Linked DNA regions of Zea mays: region 2 is linked to region 1. Evidence: chromatin contacts called from public Hi-C data. All regions are on one chromosome and are shown on one strand. Each heading gives the region's core, a stretch centred on a gene start, on an enhancer-like site or on the middle of the called end of the contact. The rest is flanking DNA. Distances are from core to core; before and after follow the strand shown.

Region 1 (2,985 bases), core at 60-2,559:
GGGAACTACCAATAGTCAAAGCTAAGGCCTATATGGAAAAGGTTTATTTCTGAGTCGTCTCCTTAATTGTTGTTGTTTTTGTTTTATGTACACATGTTGCACCTTAACGACCATTTTGTTTTGTGTATACTACAAGACAAGGGAGCTACAAAGGAAGCCAAAGTTGAAAACAGGCTTGAAGACTTGTTTATAGATGAGGGACCTTCATCCCAAGGCATAAAAGTTTCAAGCATTTTGTAATTAAATTGTAATGCAAGACTACATTATTGTTGAAGGGATTGTCTAATGTTGAATATAAATTTGGCTTGAATACATGATTTTTTGTGACGGTTGCGCCTTTTCTAATGCCGTCCTTTGTTATGAGTGAATTCCGAAAGTATTTTTTGAGCCGAAGTCGAAAAGAACCCTCCTTTCTTTTCACCAAGAACAAAGCGATATAAAAGCAAAGCTTTCCAATGTTAAAGAGGGGCACAAGCGTGTATATAGAGATTACCAATTTCTAAAGTTGACAACCAATTTTTCCTTTGCTTCATTACATGATATGGCTATACAGTATACAAGTTGAAATGCAATATTTTTTCTCGTTTCTTGTGTTTCTCACGTGAAAACGGACCGATTCCTATAAAATTCCTGATTCGTATAAAACACCCATATTGGTCAGACAATGAACTCTACTATACTCTAGAGCACAAATACAGCCCAACAAAGCCGGACTCCTCACCTTACGGGCTAGTTTTGGCTGATTGACAACTTGGAAGTCGGAAATAATAAGTTTTGGCCCATAGAAAACTGGACCTATCACCACTGCTACGGAAGCTACGAGACCCGGCCCAACGTGGCAACGTAACTGGATCCGAAATCCAACCCGTTACGTGCTCGGACCCACCCAGGGCAGGCAACTGCTTCCACGCGTCACGCATCCTTCCTCACCAAGTCACTCACTCCGCGCCCAAACCGTACCCAGATCCCGCGTGCACGACAAAAGACGGCCGCTACCAACACGTACTCATGTATGTCTATACACCGTCGATTTGATGTGGACCTAGTTTACTTTTATGACCCACCAGTCATTGATACATTAGCGAACAACCCACGTCCCCCCGAAATCCATCTAGAAAAAGTCAAAGCGCCCCCCGCCTCCACGTCACGTCGTGCCCCACCCGTTCACGGTCGGACCCACTCGCCGATCTGGTGCCTGGTACGTCCGATCCCCGCCAGCCGACGGCCCGGATCCAAATTGCACCGCCTCCTCGCCCACCGCAGGCTTATAAATACGCACCCCGAAGGCGCTCGCCACCCCGCGCGTCACGTTCGCATCGCTTCTGGTTCGGGTCTCACCTCTCGCGATCAAAGCAGTAGCGGGTTCAGTGGCTTGGCGAAGGAAAAAAAAGGAGGAAAAAAAAATAGCAAGGCTGTGCAGCGAGGAGACGACTCGACTCCAACTGGGAGGCGAAAAATAAAAAAGAGGATAAGGCGAGGCCCGACCGGGCGGCCACCGCGCTCCCAGATCCGCTCCGCTGCCGTGGAGATCCAGCTCCCTTGCGCGCCTGAGCGTGGACGCCGGCGTCTCGCTCCCGGATCCCGACCTTGGGGTTGCAGCTGCTTCAGATCCAGCGTTACCAGGTTCCGAGCTCGCATCCTCTTCTTTCGAATTTGGACTACCTTTGGATTTCGGGGGTTTCTTCGATTGACGCGGTGAGGTGTCTGATTCGGGCGCGAATTGGAGGATTTGAGGGCTGCGCTGTTGGATTCGTGCGCGGTTGGTGGTTCGTATTGGTGTTAAGATTCCCGTTTAGGATTAGGGTTTTGGAGAGGATATTGTTATTTTTTTGCCTTTTGTGCTTTATTTCTGTTGCTTCTGTAGCTTGAATTTGGTGTGTGCCACTGAAAATGGTTGTAAATGCTGAACAGATCTGTGACCCGCTGGCGCCTGGGCACATGACACCGACGGTTTTAATGGAGTTTGGGCAGCAGAGGCCAATGAAACGGGGATACGAGGAAATGGTCTTCAGGGCAGCCTCTTCCCGTGGTTATGCAGAGACTGTTGGCGAGTCGGGAGTTGCAGCTGGTAGTCCTCTTCGTGTTGATTCTGAGGACTCATCTGTGCCAAAGCGCAAGTGCATCAGCCTGAACAGCGTTGGCTTTGATGTGAAGCGGGAGATCTTGGTGCCCTCTAAGATGTCGTCATCTGAACGGCGGTACCTTCGAAAGAGATTCCGGGCAGAGCTTGATTCGGTGCGGGATCTCCTCAAGAAGCCAGAGTTTGCAGCCCCTGTTCCTCTCAATCGGGCACCTGCTTTGTCATCCTCAGCTGCACCTCGAGCTAAGAAGCCACAGAAGTCTCAGCGTGGTGGGACCAATGTTATACGTGGTGCAAAGGGACGATTCTTGCCTACAAAACCGCGGCCGGAGACTTCCACTGTGTTATCTGAAGCTGCAGCGTTTAAGCAGTGTGAAGCTATTTTGAAGAAGCTTATGACTCAAAAGTATAGTCATATATTCAATGTTCCAGTTGATATTGTGAAGCTGCAAATTCCTGATTATTTTGACATTGTGAAGACCCCAATGGATCTTGGTACTGTCAAGAAAAAGCTTGAATCTGGTTCATACACAAGTCCATCAGATTTTGCTGCTGATGTCCGGCTGACCTTTAACAACGCTATGGCTTATAATCCGCGGGGGCATGCTGTGCACGACATGGCCATCCAGCTGAACAAGATGTTTGAGAGTCGATGGAGGCCAATTGAGAAGAAATTGGCTTCTGCTGCCACTGAGAAACATGTTGAGGTTGACAGGGCTGACTCGAAGAGGAGGAAGACACCTCCTGTGGACCGCAGTGATGTGTCAATGGAGTGTGCACGACAGACAGAGCCAGAAACACCGAAGATGACAGCTGAAGAGAGGGAAGCCTTTGGGAACTGCTTGGCATCCATATCTGATGAGTTACCTCCTCACATATTTGAACTGCTACAACAATGCATCGAC
Region 2 (2,827 bases), core at 171-2,670, 240 kb before region 1:
TCTGATTTCAGGCGTGCTCAGCTCCCTTCCTGAAAAATAAAAACACAGGTTGTCAAAAAAAGTCCATGAGACCATGACCAATAGGTATAGGTTGTAAGAAAAAAAAAATCACAAAACCTTCAGCATATCGAGATCTGTAAGCAATCTGGAGCTTCGAGACCAGGTGCTCGATGAAGCCATCCGATTTGTTGACGATCCGTGCGGCCAGCGTGCTTCGCAGACCTTTCTGCCTCAGAAACAGGGACAGGACAGCCTTTGCTTCCTCTCTTTCCGCTGCAAGCAACCTTGAGCGAACAGATGCAGGGCTATGAGGCGCAGCCACCCATAAATCATCAGCATCTGCATCACAGAGGAGTTCCGTGCGCTGCGAAGATAAATTGCCTGTGCAGCGTGCTTTTAAGGAGAGAAGTTGTTAAGGGATGAGCAGGTAATCTCACATGACTGTGCATTGCAAATTGGAAGCTGGCGAGACACAAGGGTGCAAGATCTGCATGGACACAAGACAACAATCAGTGCACTGGAACCATCCATTAGCGGTTGCATGGGGATGCTTGACGGAGATTAGTCCATTTCTATTCAATTTTGACTAACAAGATTTAAACTCCTTCAATCCCTTCGATCCACTTCTAACCCAAGTGGCCGGGTGTGGATGACGTTTTTACGAAAATCGTTGAGGAGAACTGGGCCAGCAACCAGGTAGTGCATTCTTTACAAACTTATGTGGTGTTTGGTTTGAGAAACTACTCCATCCAAAATAAAGTGGTGCATCATGGATCCATTCCTCAAATTTGATGGGATAACTTCATTCCACATATTAGTACTAATTAACTAACTATGAGGAATTGAGTGGTGATGTATCAACTTATTCTATTCCACAAACCAAACAAAAAAGTTAGGAGTGAGAAAATGATATACTAGCTCATTACTCAAACCAAACACCCCATTACTGTGCCAAGGGGCAGGGTTTGTCCCAGATAATTTTGACCCCCCGAAGAAAGAAGCTTTCTTGAGGTAATTTAAACTGGTTGCCAAAGCTACCAAAAAAAAAACCTAGAACGCACAGTTACTAGCAGACTAGCAGTGGGGTAGCTAGGAAGGCACGTACGCCGCTGGGTACCTAGGTTGTTCTGGAAGAAGGAGACCCTACATCTCACCCTCGCTCTACAGAGGACACACTTCGAAGGGGGGAGGAAGCGAGAGTACCTGCATGAAGAGGAGGACCTCGACAGGCTGAGCCGCCATGGCGGAAGCTGCAGGCCGCGGGGCTGGCACGAGACCGGGCAGAGCTCGACGCGCGGGGGCGCCTCCAAGCAGGCCATTGCCGGGAGGAGAAGACGGAGCAGATCAGCAGAAGCACCGCAACCACAACAGCGGGGAGGCAGGGAGAGAGAGGCTATCGAGAACTAACTAGATAGACACGTCATACTGGCCCCCTTCTTCTGGACGGGGACGCCCCCTCGTCTTCTCGAGATTCTCACATCCGAGACATTGGCAATTTTGTTATTATGATTTATTAGCTTCGCTAGTATAACATCGAACGTATAAATCATAGATATAGATAGTCTCATCGCCATTCGCTAGTATATCATCGGACGTATAAATCATAGACATAGATAGTCCCACTAATCATAGACACGAGATGTTATAATAACAGACAACCAAAATTGAGTGGCACAGTCACAAATTTCTCCTCTCATCCCGTGTCATGGCAAACGGTAAAGAAAAACTAACGGACGGCTCCTTCCACCTAACGGTCCAAGAAAACAATGAAAAACTTGCTCGCGAGAGAAGGCGAGAAGCAAGCTCAAGCTGCTGTGTGGATCCTCATCGTAGCACGCATAGGTTCCAGTCTCTGCTCGCCTTCCCCCGACGTCGCCGCTCGCCTTCCGCTGCCCCCGCTCGCCTTGGAACATGCATGAGAGAAGCTGCATCGTCACTGAGATTAAATAAAATGCCTATCTCTAATAATATTCTTTAAATTCGGTCCTCCATACGTGCAGTGCTACTAAAATTCATATTCTAGTTTCGATGTCGTAAAAAAATTCGTGAAGGACACAAAGGTAGGTATGCAAAGGACAGTGATGTAAACGAATCTGACGGAAGTACGCATCAACAAATATTAAATAAATGTGTGGTCGTGCATACAACGGATGTCACAGTTAAGACTGACTTCAACGGTTCCCCCTAAATTTCTCCCCCTATATCCCACTCACGTGCCACGTCAGCGTTCTCTCTCCCCCTATTTCTCCACACTCTACAACGGTTCCCCCTATATCTATCCTCTAAACCCCACCACAATAATATTATATATTTTCTTCATCAACTAACTCAACTACCATCCAATATTAATATTATTTTTATTTCTTATTTCTACAGTACACGGGGATAACTACCATTAAATATTAATTTAATTTTTATTTCTTATTTGCACAGTACACGGACATTCGTACCATGACATATTAATTTTATTTGTATTTGTTATTTGAACAGTACACCGGCGTCACGTGTTCCACAATTAATTACCAAACGCCATAATTAGTATTAATACGGTCTTATAAATACGGTTCCATTTTATGTTTTTTAAAAAAAAGGAATTAACATTCTTCTCGTACACGACACGATTGGCTTCCAGCACACGACTGTCTTCTCCGGCAAGCCACGACCCTCTGGTTTCCTTCACACACTGAAGCTATCTTTAAATAAGGTCCTCCTGCGGGCATGCTCCACCCACCTACACATTCGTGTCTTCTGTTTCATCCGACATTCCATCAAAAATACATACTACGTAGTCTAAGTTGAGCTCGTGATGGACTCATTGCGAAGCCTG

The links. Hi-C and Micro-C count contacts between places; a contact is called where the count stands out from the background.
Region 2: a contact with region 1 is called in a Hi-C map of ear, with 2.3 times the contacts expected there. The contact joins the promoter of LOC100284609 here to the promoter of LOC542112 in region 1. A contact is called at or near these places in 2 of 25 Hi-C or Micro-C datasets (ear and leaf).

The regions. Positions count from the first base shown.
Region 1 is chr5:185,366,840-185,369,824 of Zm-B73-REFERENCE-NAM-5.0, reverse strand. LOC542112 reads left to right here and starts at 1,309. Exons shown (of 10, transcript NM_001111744.2): 1 at 1,309-1,623; 2 at 1,912-2,985. The coding sequence starts at 1,939.
Region 2 is chr5:185,609,220-185,612,046 of Zm-B73-REFERENCE-NAM-5.0, reverse strand. It overlaps LOC100284609, which reads right to left and starts at 1,420. Exons shown (of 4, transcript NM_001349011.1): 1 at 1,204-1,420; 2 at 438-487; 3 at 118-339; 4 at 1-29. The coding sequence starts at 1,319.